Linked DNA regions of Mus musculus: all the other regions are linked to region 5. Evidence: chromatin contacts called from public ChIA-PET and promoter capture Hi-C data. All regions are on one chromosome and are shown on one strand. The core of a region is the stretch at or near the end of the contact, and the rest is flanking DNA. Distances in the headings are between cores, read along the strand shown. Region 1 holds the start of Arhgap30 (Rho GTPase activating protein 30). Region 2 holds the start of Ufc1 (ubiquitin-fold modifier conjugating enzyme 1). Region 3 holds the start of Dedd (death effector domain-containing). Region 4 holds the start of Cd244a (CD244 molecule A). Region 5 holds the start of Pex19 (peroxisomal biogenesis factor 19).

What was found. Promoter capture Hi-C pulls out the DNA fragments that hold promoters and counts their contacts. ChIA-PET counts read pairs in DNA pulled down with a chosen protein or histone mark.
Region 1: a contact with region 5 is called in an RNA polymerase II ChIA-PET map of memory CD8 T cells, with 64 read pairs. The contact joins the promoter of Arhgap30 here to the promoter of Pex19 in region 5. A contact is called at or near these places in 4 of 39 promoter capture datasets (hippocampal neurons, liver and pre-B cells) and 2 of 115 datasets of contacts at active chromatin or transcription factors (memory CD8 T cells and thymic regulatory T cells).
Region 2: a promoter capture Hi-C map of pre-B cells shows a contact between it and region 5, with 2.3 times the contacts expected there. The contact joins the promoter of Ufc1 here to the promoter of Pex19 in region 5. A contact is called at or near these places in 4 of 39 promoter capture datasets (cranial neural crest, hippocampal neurons, liver and 1 more) and 1 of 9 other capture datasets (pancreatic islet).
Region 3: a contact with region 5 is called in an RNA polymerase II ChIA-PET map of memory CD8 T cells, with 9 read pairs. The contact joins the promoter of Dedd here to the promoter of Pex19 in region 5. A contact is called at or near these places in 2 of 39 promoter capture datasets (hippocampal neurons and liver), 2 of 115 datasets of contacts at active chromatin or transcription factors (astrocytes and memory CD8 T cells) and 1 of 9 other capture datasets (liver).
Region 4: a promoter capture Hi-C map of liver shows a contact between it and region 5, with 3 times the contacts expected there. The contact joins the promoter of Cd244a here to the promoter of Pex19 in region 5. A contact is called at or near these places in 7 of 39 promoter capture datasets (the HPC-7 cell line, embryonic stem cells, hippocampal neurons and 3 more) and 1 of 9 other capture datasets (liver).

What each region holds. Positions count from the first base shown.
Region 1 is chr1:171,387,607-171,390,306 of GRCm38.p6, reverse strand. Arhgap30 (Rho GTPase activating protein 30) reads right to left here and starts at 1,347. Exons shown (of 12, transcript NM_001005508.2): 1 at 944-1,347. The coding sequence starts at 1,040. It overlaps Nectin4 (nectin cell adhesion molecule 4), which reads right to left. Exons shown (of 9, transcript NM_027893.3): 9 at 2,020-2,700.
Region 2 is chr1:171,293,586-171,296,285 of GRCm38.p6, reverse strand. Ufc1 (ubiquitin-fold modifier conjugating enzyme 1) reads left to right here and starts at 1,284. Exons shown (of 7, transcript NM_025388.3): 1 at 1,284-1,365; 2 at 1,459-1,652. The coding sequence starts at 1,530.
Region 3 is chr1:171,327,854-171,330,553 of GRCm38.p6, reverse strand. It overlaps Dedd (death effector domain-containing), which reads right to left and starts at 1,409. Exons shown (of 6, transcript NM_001128609.1): 1 at 1,028-1,409.
Region 4 is chr1:171,557,801-171,560,500 of GRCm38.p6, reverse strand. It overlaps Cd244a (CD244 molecule A), which reads right to left and starts at 1,308. Exons shown (of 9, transcript NM_018729.2): 1 at 1,116-1,308. The coding sequence starts at 1,176. It overlaps Gm35200 (a long non-coding RNA gene), which reads left to right. Exons shown (of 5, transcript XR_373705.3): 3 at 2,056-2,700.
Region 5 is chr1:172,125,333-172,128,032 of GRCm38.p6, reverse strand. It overlaps Pex19 (peroxisomal biogenesis factor 19), which reads right to left and starts at 1,278. Exons shown (of 8, transcript NM_023041.3): 1 at 1,185-1,278. The coding sequence starts at 1,254.

The DNA of each region.
Region 1 (2,700 bases), core at 98-2,597, 740 kb after region 5:
CCCTCCCTTCACTGCAGGCAACCAGAGAAGGGGGACAAAGAGGAAATGACAGATTGGGGTGGGGTGGAGTGGAGGGGGGCAGAATTGTGCCCCCTTTTTTTGTTAAGTTGCTCTGCGTGCTGAAAACAAGCTGGGCAGTGTAGTCGGGTCGGCACTGATCAATTTCAGAACAAATTAAGGCCTGGTTCTGAGTGGTGACTGCATGTCCTACACAGTGATGAGCTCCCAGGCCCACTGCAGAGGGAGCTCCAGACTGGGTGCACACCCCTCTTTATTGTAGTTTCCACTCCCCACTTCAAACCAGGGCTGAAGCAGTCTGGTTCACTTTTCCCGCATTCCCGGTGCAGTCTACCATCAACGGGTTTCTTCTTTGCAAGCAATTTAAAGAAGAGTGTCACTCCTCCCTGCTGCCCCCACTCCTGTGGCCCAGCAAAGGTGCAGAAGGGCTAGGTCCTTGTCCCTTGGTGCTGTTCTCCAGTTAGAATGCCTTCCTCTCCCCTCCGCAAGTTCTATCCTCAGACTCGCTGGGCCCTTTCTTACCTGTATCTCCACTTAGTGTTCCACCAACTATCCCTTCAGCCATTCTTCTGGCATCCGACCTCCATTCCCTCCACCCTGTCCCCAGTCTCCATTCTCTCATCTGATTCATCCACCTCTCCAGATTTTCCAAATCTCATCCCCCACCCCACCCCGGGACACATTCCCTCGGCATTCCCATCCTCGAGTTCTCAGCTACCCGGTCCCTAACTACCGCAGAAGGGCACCTCTCCATCTTCTTCTCTGAGCCACATTTCCTGTCTTGCCTTTGCCTAGATCTCAGGTGTGGTGATCCTGGGCCACTGCCCGTTCCCTAAGAGCTCATTCTGCCCAACGGAGAAGACAAGGTTGGCGTCTGCATGGCAATCCAGCCACCCAGCTGCCCCGTTCCAATTGACCTCCTTACCTTCCTGGCCCGAGTGCTGTAGATGCTCACGTAGGTCACACCCAAACACCCGTTCCTTAGAGCTGCCCTTCTTCTTTCCTTTCTGCCGAGACTTCATGACCAGGGCCCCCCGGGATCTCTGTCCCCCAAGACCTTTGACCTACCAGTCCCCCATGGAATCCCAGTCAGTAGTTGGGCTTGGCCCAGCCCCAGGGGGGGCAGGGCTCCAAACTGGAGGTGGAGGGTGGCCTGGGCAAGGGACAGCAGCGCTTGCCTCTGGGGGGCCCCTGGGGCCACACGGAAGTAGATATGGAAGAGGAAGCTACCAGAACCCTGGCATGAAGCTGTGTCTCGTGGCCAAGCTGAGCGCTAGCCCTTCTCGTCCTGTGCAGCTCGAGGGGGAGCAGGAAGCTGTGCAGCTCCTCAAACCCGCTTCCTGTTAGAGCATCTTTGCAACCACAGGCCTCGGGTGGGGGAGGTAGCTGGCATTCACATCCTCATCATTGCTGGGACTCCATTCATTGGTCACAGCAGAAGGTGATGTCAGAATCTCGGGGTGGAGTAAGGGTGCCTGGGGTGTGAGCAGGTGGCTGCCATTTCTAGAGACCGAAATCTCTAGGTGGGACAGAGACCCGAGGCTTTGCCTGTGAGCACGGCAGGAAAGGACCACGAAGAACATACCCAGGGTGGGGGATTCTTTGATGACCCTGCCATCTTGGTCAGGTCACATTACTTCACTGAGCCTCCAGTCGCTGTACATTTGAAAATGAGGACACAGACCAGGTGACTTTGAGTTTCAGTTTCTTTGTCTGTCAAAGGGTACACGGCTGACCACCCCACACAGCTGCTGGAAGTTTCCAGTACAGTCAGATTAGAACCACTTTAGAAACTAAGGCACTGGCTTCCCCAAAAGGAGGTTATGTCCACACGGCCCTACCTGAGGGCTCTCAGAAATGGTTACAATGTCTTTTGAAAGCCACTTGCTCCTTTCTTAGCTGTATCTGGGCCCTTTCCCTGGGAGGGAATCACATAGAGACTCAGTCCATAGCACTTGTGACTTACCCAGTTCAAGGGGCAAGACAGGAATCAGACAAAAAAAGGTTTTATCTGTTTATTTAAAAACAGAATATCATTTTATGTACAAATATACATATATTTACATGAAATATACATACTAAGACCCCAGATCCTTGGGGTCCATAAGTCCTGGGCTGCTTGGGAATGAAATGAGAGTTTCTCCTTTAGACCAGCAGATTTCAGGCCACACAAGGGTTGGATACTAAATCCCAGTATTCTGACTGCGTAAGTTTGGGCAGGCTAAAGAAAAACAAACATCTTACCCCAGGCTCCACACATACAAAGTGCCAGAGAGCCCCGGATTAATGACTCAGAAACCCCTGGGGAAGGGCCTGTTCTCACCCTCACCCACAACACCCCTTTCTCTTCACCTGAACTTCCACCTTCCCCGCGACCTACCCTCTGCCCTCAACACAACTGAACCAGGAGTCCTTGACAACAAGTCCCAACGCCGTGAAGGTACAAACCACTGTAGACACAGCGAGGACAAGATTCGAGGGGCCATGGGAGCCAAGCCCCCCCATCCCTAGTCTCTTATCCAGTGTTCAGACCTCATACCCCAGGTTCCAGACTCCTCCAGCTGTCAGCCCCCTCCCCAGAACCTCTGTGGGTGAAGGCATCCTAGGAAGAGAACTTTCCAGAACCACAGGCACTAATCCCTGCCGTGGTCTGCTAGACAGTTTGGTTGAATGCCTATGTGG
Region 2 (2,700 bases), core at 35-2,534, 830 kb after region 5:
TACTCTTGCAGAGGATCAGTCTTCAGTTCTCAGCACCCACATGGAAGTCATGTCTGTAACTCTGGTTCCAGGGCATCTGTTGCCCTTTACATGCCTCTACTGGCACTGCATGCACATGGTACCTTACATACATGCTGGTAAAACACTCACATGACATACAAATATATAAATTTAAATTGAAGTTGAAGGGGCACACATGCCACGGCATAGGTATGTAAGTCAGAGGACAGCATGTCTTGTTTTTCTTTCTTTCTTTCCTTCTTTCTCTTTTTTTGGGTAGGGGGTTGTTTTGGTTTTGAGGGGTTTTTTGTTTGTTTGTTTTTTGGGATTTTTTTGTTTTTGTTTTTGTTTTGAGACAGGGCTTCTCTGTGTAGCCCTAGCTGTTCTGGAACTCACTCTGTAGACCAGGCTGGCTCTCAAACTCAGAGATCTGCCAGCCCTCTGTCTCCTGAGGGCTGAGATTAAAGATGTGTGACACCACCATCTTGGAATTTGTTCTCTTTGTAGACTCAAACTCACCAAGGTTAAAACTCTAGAGTCCTCTGCCTCCCAAATGCTGGGATCGAAAGTGTGCAATCACAGCAGCTGTGGCATATGGAGTTTGTTCGTTTTAAATTGAGTTGCAGCAATCTTCTGATCTTGACCCCTAAGCTCTGGGATAACACATGTGGGCCACCAAGCTTATTGAGGTTTCTTGGTTTCAAACGAATTTAGAAATTACCCAACCAGCACTTGGGAGACAGAGGCAGGCAGATCTGTGAGTCGGAGGCCAGCCTGGTCTAATAAAAAAACAACAAATTACCAGATGACTTGCCATAGGCTTAGAATAGGCATTCAGTGACTGTTAGTCATTTGGGTGAATTCATCTAAGAAGAAATCGTTTCTATATACTTAATATATAGCACACAAAAGATATTCAGTAACTCTTTGGAAAAAAAAGTTTTATCTTTAGGATGGTTTTAAAACCTAAACAGATTAATTTTGAAGTAAGCAATAGCTCCGGGCCATTTTGTATGTGTTAGAGGCAAGTCTGTGGTATATAGGACCCAATGTCCTTTAAAAAACAAACAAGCTTACATACTTCCTAATTCAGTTGTGTTAATTATTCAGGACAGGGATGGAAAGTAAGGAAGTCACTCTGGAGAACAAAGACGTTAAATTGCGCATCTTAGGAGATAGGACTTTGAAGACAGTCTAGAAAAACCTGAAATTCAAACAACTTTGCTGGTTTGGGAAGGTCTTGAGTTTTTCCCAAGATTGCTTCTGAGCATGAACGGAAGTCGTTCTCTGAGCAGGCTCCGGTGATTTAATGATAGGTGGACAGAGTAGCCCGCCTCCATTCTGTTCTTCCGGACGCTCACACCCGTAGGTCAATTTTATTTCCTTACAATAAATAAATAAAAATCGAATGCATTCAGGGTCCGCTTTAAAGCCATCCAACGCCTCCTCTTCCCACAGTAAAGATGGCGACGCCGTGAGTAAGTGACAAGCAACTGCACTTCCGCAGTTTTCCTGCTCCCTGGTCCAAGATGGCGGACGAGGCCACTCGGCGGGTCGTGTCTGAGATCCCGGTGCTGAAGACCAACGCCGGACCCCGAGATCGGGAATTGTGGGTGCAGCGACTAAAGGAGGAATATCAGTCCCTGATCCGGGTCAGTTTTACTCCTGTGCTTGACCGCGTAGCAGAGGGGTGGCGAGTAACCAGGTGTCCCCGGGAATTGGCTCCGGGTGGAAGCCGCTTCCGGTTTTAAAGTTTAAATTCTAAATTCATATAAATGCGATTGTTTGGGGGGCTGGGGGCGTTACGGGTGGCCGGAGGGAGGATGCAGAAGAGATTCCGGCTAGGAGCACAGTAGGGCTAGACTTTGAAGGAAAAAACAGCAGTATTCCGGGAAGGTGACGTGTCCCTCTCGCACCAGGTGCTTGCTCTGCTGGCTGTGGTAGGGGGTCAAAGTACTTCTTAGCGCCTGAAGAAGTGTCTGTGCATCACTGCTCTTTCATTCTTCATGATGAAATGGATGGAATTAATGTCAGGACTGAAAACCTAAAGTGTTTAGAGGTAGAGAGAGAGATGTTTTTAGTTATAAATTAGCCATCCTTTCAGCTAATTCCTGTTATGGGAAGAGAAAGATTGCCCTCCTTTTGGTGCTTTCTATCTGCTTCAAAACCCAGTAGATCGCTTGCAGTATATGTGGCCTCACTGAGAAACTGGCGAGTGCTTGCGTAGCATGCAAGATGTCCTTGGGTTCCATCTCTGGCACCTCATAAATTGATGAGGCTCATATGTTCTCTGTACCCAGGATGTGGAGCCAGGATTGGAAGCTCGGGTCGTTTTTTAGACTGCATAATGAATTCAAAGCCAGTCTGGACTATAGGAGACCCTGCCTCAAACCACAACAATAAAACATATTATTGTGTTACTAGTATCTATTGAGAGTATATAAAACCGAATAAGAATGGCCCTACTGAGGTTGACAGAAACAGTATTAAACTGTGTTTAAGTGGAGAGACAGAGACATAACTAGGGTATTTTGAGAACATGGGGAGGAAGGAGTAAGGTGTAGCGAGGATTCTGGAATTTTGGTTTCTTTAAAACAGAAGCATAAGAATATGTTTTTGTTTTAATCCCAGGTGTGGGGATGTGGCACAGGTTCAAAGCAGCTGACTATGATTTGCCTTGTTCTCGAGCAGAGGCCTGGT
Region 3 (2,700 bases), core at 160-2,659, 800 kb after region 5:
TTGGTATATAAGGCTCCAGAAAAGTCTCTTTCCCTATTCTTGTAATGCTAATTGCAAGAAAAGAAAAAAAGAAACCTAGGAAAGAGCTTTACTAATCTCCCTATTTGTAACCAGGAAAAACAAGGAAGCAAGCGGGTGTTTTGGAAAGCAAATCCGGTTGAACCCTCATTCAACCCCAATTCTCCAAACCCACATGACCATTCCTTTCTGCCCTTCCCACCCTATTAAAAGCTAAGCGCCTGGCAATTAAAATTGGCTGCAACTGATACTGCTTAACTCTGCTGCCCTTCCACAGGGGGGAAAGGGAAACCCCCAAACCCTCTATCACCCGTGCAGCTCCACTGCCCTATCTTCCCCCCTTCCTTTCAAACTTTCCTCCGGGTCTCTCACTTTCTACGTTACCCCGGCACATCGCCACTCTCTCCATCCGCCAAGCCCCGCTTCTCTTCTCCTCTTCCACCCCAATTCTCCCCTTAGGCCCTTCCGCTTCCAATTTGAACACTTTGAAAAACCTCCCTCCGGCACACGTCTCAAGTCCAATCCAACCCCCCCCCCCAACCCCCGCCACCTCCCACGTCCTCACCACGGCGCTCACGGGAGTCCAGCCCTCCCTGCAGCCACATGCCACCAGCCCCCGTCCCCTCCACACCCTCAACCTCTCCCTCCGGCTCCTACCCCTTCCCCAGCGCTGGCTCGCAGCCCCGCTCCCCACCTCGGCCTCTTTACTGCCCCTGGCCTGGGCCAGCCTGGGCCCTTGTTTACGCCCCTCCCCAGGCTCGCACTCCTGCGCCCCGACCCCTGCCCTCTCCCACAGTTGCCATCTCCCCTGCACGCCCCCCTCGGCCGCTCCCCTTCCCCCACCTCGCAGCGTCCCGTCACCTCCCTCTCCGGAGGTTCTCCGGGCTGGACGTCGCCACCGCCTCCCCCTTCCACTTTCCTTCCCCAAGCCCTTGGCGGCCCCGCCCGGCCCCGCCCCGTCCCACTCGACTCCCCCTCCCCACGCCGGCCGGCCGCCCCGCCGCCTCACTCTCGGCTCAGCCTCGGCGCCGCCATGTTGGATCCATCCGCGCCGCTCTCCGGGGCCTGCGCCTCACGGAGCCGCATCCGGGCTCCAGCCGCCGCCGCCTCCGCCGCCGCCGCCGCCGCCGCGGGCGTGGGGGAGGGGAGGGCCGGGCGGGGGTGGCTGCATCCTGCACAGCGCCTCCCGGAACCTGGCCGGTTAGTGTCGGCTTCGAGACCATAACGAGGCATGAGCGGAGGAGCCATACTAGGTGAGGGCAGCCTGGCAGCGGCATTAAGCGGGGAGTGGGTAGCTTCACGTCGGCAAGAGAGGCTGGAGACTGGCAGCCATCTTGCTTAGGGGCAAGCTGGCAACGCAGGGTTCTCCTAACGGCGGCGGCGGGGAGGTTCTAAGAAGCGGAGAGAGAACGTATTTGAAGGTGGAAGCCTTGGTGGCGCCCGAGCTGGCTGGTATCGGGCTCGAAGGCCCTCGGGAGAGAGGGGCTGGCAGCCATGATACGTAAGGGCGGAATCGGCCGGGGGTCGGACTGCCCGGTGAACTGAGGTGAAAGGTCACGATCTGGAGTTCACCTTTGCCTTGAACTTCCTGTCACTCTGACGTTCTGAAACCCGAACCTCGCAGCCGCGCTTCTCACCCTCTCTCGGAATTCATCCCTTCAGTGTTTTCCTTTTGAGCTCCCATTTTCCTATGGAAAAGTCGCCTCAGCTGACGGGTGAAGGACGGCTGAGAATTGAATTGGGGGTGGGATGGGCTCGAGTATGTTCTGGAGCTGCCGAGAGCCTGCTGTGGCTAAAGGAAGAGGTAATACAAAGGGCTTTGAGATAGGGAGCTATGACTCAAGACCTTGCAAATTTATTTTATCCTAAGGGCAGTCGAAGAGGCTTTGAAGGGTCTAAACAGAGGTGTGAACAGTTAGTTATATTTGTATTGTAGAGAGATCACAGCTTGCCAGCTCTGGGCATGTTAGTGCCAGCCTGAAGCCTGAGGCAGGAGGATTACTTGAGCCCTGGAGATGGAGACCAATTTGGACTTAATTTAAGCGAAGAAGACCGCAAGGATGTTAGAGCACTGTAGAAGAATGCGTTCTTAGCACGGTTAGGCCTGACGTTCGGTCCCTGGGGAGTGGAGCTGGGTAGGGAGAGAGATCAATTATGAAGCTAAAGAAGAGACAGTGGCGATGTGTAGGTAGGAAGGCATGTGTTGGATAAGGAAATATGAGTGTCCTGACTTGAATAACTGGGTTACGTTATTTTTAGTTTCAAGAGATCTGCGGGATATCTTTTAGGCAAGTATATATGAATTAGTGTGGTTTGAAACCAAGAAAGTTGAAAGTGTGCTTGCGCATGTCTGGATATTCTTGGAGCCATAAGAGAGAAAAATGGCCTAAAGAGGAGGATGTGTGCATTCGAGGAGTGAGATGAGGGAAGGAAGCAGAAAATAGGACAGCGAGGAGGCACAGACAGGAAGCCAGACAGAGAAAAGTATCAAGGAAACTTGTTACAAGTATCAAGAGTAAGCGATTAGGTAAGATGTGGACTAAAATGTGTGGTTCGGAATGTGGAAGAAATGAAGGTCACTAGGTAAACTTGGAGAAAGTTGTTACATAGAGGTATAGGGTAACAACCAGATCCAAGTGGAAAGATACAATGTGTAAAAAGTTTTGTGGCTACTCACACTAA
Region 4 (2,700 bases), core at 59-2,558, 570 kb after region 5:
GGTGCTCACCCTCAAGAGAGTGAGCAGAGGATGGTGTAAGCCTGGGATGGAGTTGTCTTATCTCACCCAGATGCATGGCATGCAGGGACTGGAAACTCCCATCAAAGAGATAAGATACATAGACAAACGTCATAGAAGTGTCAAGTAAAAGAAGTCAGGAACCCATACCATGGGATGCCACGTACATCCAGGCAAAACTAATCTGTGAGATTTGGAGTGAGAATATTGCTTATGTTTATGGGAAAGACAGTAGACAATGAGTGGACATAAACGCACGATTGTCCCAAAGTCATCAGAAAAGTGACTCACTGACACGTACACTGATATGCAGATATCACACTTTAGTAAGAAAGGTTTGTCATCATCATCTGGCTGCCCCTGGGGTGACTTCTACTGAACCAGAGTCTCTTTGAGTCCTGAGCCAAAATCTCTTCCTCAGGAAGAGATTCCTCCATTCATGCCTCATTTGAGAGGAGGTAAGGTGACCAGAAGCTGAATGCAAATGAGTTGGGCCTGCTAGAGGGACTCCCGGGGTCCCCTCCAGCACAGTGACAACTAGAAAACAGTCCCTGAGAAATGCAAGGCTCAACCCAACCCACCCAAAGTGGAGCAGTCTCTGTGCTGACTCGTGAGACCCTGCCTGTCCTACCTTCTTTTCTCTACCTTACCTCACCCAGACCCAAAGCATCCAGGGACTCCTCACAACTCCCAGACCATCCTTTTCTTCAGAATGGACACGAATTCTGTGGGGAAGGTGACAATGACAAGGTGGTGTTTGTGTGAAACTGTGTCGGAATGAAGGAAAAAGCTATGGCTGGTGATGAATCCACTCCCAGAGCGAGAAAAGGGAAAGCTAATGCACACATTGCTCCAGAGAAGGCTTGTACACACATCGCTCCAGTTTTCCACAGTTTTCATACAGACTAAACTCCACCCACTTTACAATAGCCCTAAGGACCTGGACCACCTTCTCTAACCTCTCCTCTGGCTTTCTGTGTTCCAGGTGACTATCGAAATGGCATAATCAGAGGCTCTAACTTCTGATCTCCCTCACACACTCAGGCACCCATGGGTGTATGCCAGGCCCCATCCCACACCAACACAAAAATCCTTACCTTGGCCCTGATGAGCCCTGAGGAGCAGAAAGGTTGTGAACAGGACAGCTTGCCCCAACATCACCACAGGACAGAGCAGACTACGGGGGCCCTGTCTTCTCCAGGTGCTCAGATGTCAATAGGCTCGCAGCTAACTGTCAGCAGGACACAGCAGAACTACCTCACTGCCTGTCCAGCCACAATTTCCTCAACTGAAGGCTGTTCACTTCTGCTGTGCACTGACAAGGCTACCGAGAAAGCCTCAGTCCCTCCACGTGGGTTCCCACAAGCTAAGATGCCTCCAGTGGGTGGGTACTCAGAGTGCACAGTGACTCACAAAAAACCAGTTGCAAAATCCCAGCCCTTGGTCCTCCTCAGCCTGGTGCTGAATTCTTAGTGGCTCCCACAGGGTGGGAAAGAAAACCAACAGTCATTATTCCAGGCTGCCCCAAACCAGCATACACCGTGGAAGCAGAAGTCTGAAGGAACTTAGGGGTAGGGTGGCCTGAGAAGAAGAACCCTGAGTAAGTAGGTACTAACGTGGAAGAGGAAGAGCATATGGGGTGATTAAGGAAGAGACATAACATTTAGACTTGCTGGGAAAAATCTCATGAGCCCAGGAAGTCTGATCTCAAATGTTCAACATATGCAAACTGTGTTCCTCCTTTCACCCCTCCACAACCAAAGGATGTGAAACGCTTTGTGGTGCTCACCCCCTTCCGTGGCTGGATTCATCCTGTAGAAGAGCAGGCAGCAGAGATCCTTTGAACTCCAAGGAGGGGTGGAGTCAGTGGTACCCACCCCACCCCACCCCGAACCCCACTCCCTCAGGACCCTTTACTTCAAGGCCATATCCAGAAGCCAGGCCTCTTGCTCTTTTCCTCTTCTTTTCCCCTTAGCAACAAACACGTGTGGTTCTCCCAAGCCCATCCTCTCATTCCATTCTTTGATCTGTTTCTAGCCCGACCAACACTGAGCAAGAGCGGCCTTTATAGGACAGGTGGCTGCCAGTGGTGGCAAGCAACGGATGCTCTGGACCAGACAGACAGTCAATTTGGAGTCAAAGACCTGGACTTGAACTCCAGCTCATCAACTTGCAACCTGTGTAGTGCTGACCAAATTGCTTTCTGAGTCCTCACAGTCAACAGCAGTTGGGTAAGCGAGATGGCTCAGTGGGTTAAGGTGCTCATCATCAGGCCTGCCAGCCGGAGCATAATCGCCAGAATCCTCCTGATGAAGAGGGAGGATGGACTCCACCCCTGACTTCCACACATGCCCAAGTGAACACACACACACACACACACACACACACACACACACACACACACACACACACACAAACACAAATCTATGATCTTCCCCCTGAAGGTAAGCAATACATGGAAATGGAAACTTGGCTTCCCTTCAAGATAGTTTTCAGCACCAAATTAATAGCTATCCTTGAGAGCTTGAATAGAAAGCTCTGGAATATACTGGTGTGAAAATGCCATAATAAGTGCTGGAGAGATGGCTTAAGAGCACTGACTGCTCTTCTGAAGTTCCTGAGTTCAGTTCCCAGCAACCACATAGTGGCTCACAACCATCTGTTATTGTATCTGATTACCCT
Region 5 (2,700 bases), core at 29-2,528:
TCACTCTGAGGCCTTAGCTAATATCGTCTGTTGAGGAAGCACAGAATATACCACCCGGCTTTCCACCGTTCTGACTACTAGGATACATTCGACAAGAAGGTATTAACTCTTAAATAATGCTCCAATTTAGATCGCCCTTAACAGGCACCTATAGCCTCCTTGGCCTCATATGCAGTAAGCCTGGGCCAGGCCAGTCACTGGGCACTCCTCACTTCATCTGTTCATTTTCTACCTGCTTATATCGCTGTGACTGAGCAAGAGATAAAAGGTTCACCTCTGCCCTGAAAAGCCTGTGTTGTCACCATCACTCTGCCTGCCAGGACTAGGGAAAGGGCACTGGCCTCACTGGCGCAGGAAACGGGAGTGGAGTGCAAGGCCAAGAAAGAGATGAAGGTCCACCATCTTTTCAGGAAGAGGAGACCTTTTCCCCTGGGGCTGGCTCACTTTGTTTTCTCCAAAGGATAAATAAGGGATGTCAGGCATTGTGGTGCCATGCGAGAATGCGGAGGAAGGGACTGGAAAAATCACAAGTTCAGGGCCACTCTACAGTACTCAATGAGTGTGAGGTCAGCCTAAAACTACACGAGACAGTCTCTCAACATCACACTAATTTTAAAAGGAGACTTCTTTGACTACTCGCACGAAAGAACTAAGGGTCTGGTAAAAGAATGAGGAAAGACTGTGCGGTAAAAAGGCGTTTCGGGTTAAGAAAGATACTATCATGGACATATGGACCTTTGGAGCTTAAAGATTATTTTGTTCTGTGAATCCTGCTACTGAAAGGAGAGGCGATTTTAATAATTTACAGAAGGCGATCCTGGTGGGTCCAGCCTGTGATCTCTGTACTCCCAGTGGCGGAGGCTGAAAGACTGCCGCGAGTTCCAGATCAGCCTGGGATACCGAGTGAGAGAGCCTTGCCTCAACAACAATCCGACAATCGAAAGCAAGAGAAGTTTGTAAGGGGCTCGTGAAACAGCTCTTTACGGTTAGTGTTCCCCTTCGCAGGGAGATGTGCGGTTTGGACACAGCCAGCTAATAAAGAGGGCCGGGGTCGAACTCAGACCACCTCCCCCGCTGACCACTGAAGAGATTCTCCCGCCCCGCTCAGAAACCTCAAGTTCCTCTAACCCCCACGATGGATCCTCTCCCCGATACTTCTGGTCTTTCCCATCGTGCACTCTTACTTTCCAGAAGCTCCTCCAGTTCCCGGTCGTCTTCGACCCCAACACCGCAACCTTCCTCAGCAGCCGCCATCTTACTGCCTCCGACTTGCCGTAGGAGGTGGAACCACTGGCGCCACCACATGCCCCGCCCCAACCCCGCCCCCATGACTTGAGCAGCCAATAATATCGTTCTACCGTGCAGGACCGCCATTTTTAAAGGGACAGGAGACTGGGTTTGTTTTTGTTTTTGTTTTTTTTCTTGGGTTGGGCCTCAAACCTAGGTTCTTGCACGTATTAAGCAAGCACTCGGCTACTGGAGCTACAGAGCCACAGCGGTTTGCCTTGAACTAGATAGATTGCTCAAGCTGGTCCAGAAATCGGGGTCTCCCTTCCCCGTCTCCACTTCCAAACTACTTGACCCATGAGGCCCAGCTGTATTGTGGGGGCGGGTCAGAAGGGGTGGGAGGGTTTATTGCGTTTTGCTTGCCCCATCTTTAACCTGGAATCTTTAATCTGGGTTTTGTTTTCAGGCAGGGTTTTCTAATCCTACTGTCTCCACCTCCCAAGGACAGAGATTACAGCACAGGGCTCAGCTAAAATACGAAGCTATTAAACGAGCAATTTTTCGCTTGAGACAGGATTGCCAAATTGAAGCAACCTTGGTTTCATCCTCAAAGCACACGTGGTAGGAGAGATGTCTATCATGTGCTGGCTCTGACCTCCGAATATGCTCCTTGACATATACACAAAACAGATAAACAAAGATCATCCAATTTATTTTTAGCGTATAATGAGCATCTACTGTTGTATACAATCGTGCTGAGCACAGTGAAATCTACAAGTGGATCAGGGATGGTCCTACCTGTAGAGGTTGACTGGAGATAGAATTGGAAACACAGATGTTACTTAAGCAGATTAAAAAACAAGCATTCTTTCTTTGAATCATTTCTTTCAGTTTTCTTTGTGTGTTGGGGGGATTGTCTTGTTTTTGTTTTATCGAGAATGTTCTGTATGTAGCCTTGGCTTTCCTGGAACTCTGTAGACCAGGCTGGCCTTGAACGAAAAAAATACTCTTGACTCTGCCTCGAGGGTGGTGGCATTAAATGCGTGTACCACCACACCTGTCTCTCTTTTCTATTCAGCTGGCAAGAAGTGGCAAATCCCTTTGGAGCTAGAGCAATAGGTGGTTGGCAGCCACCAGATGTGGGTGCTGGGAACTAACCTGAGTCCTCTGCAAGAACAGTCTTTGCTCTAAACAGCTAAGCCATCTCTTTAACCACCATGATATCTTTTTTTTTTTTTTTTGAGACAGCATCTTGCTCTTTAGCCAATTGTTCTGCTTTAACCTTCCAAGAATCCGAATTATGGCTGTGAATTGCTGTGCCAGATTCTTGCCTGACCTTGAAGGAAGAATGTATAAAACTTAAGAAAATATTCCCGTAATATACACATTTTTGAGAAAGCAGTCTTAGTTTGAGGATTATATTTAAGAAAGCAACTCTTAAATCTGAAAACACTAAAGTCCTGTGCTCTTTGG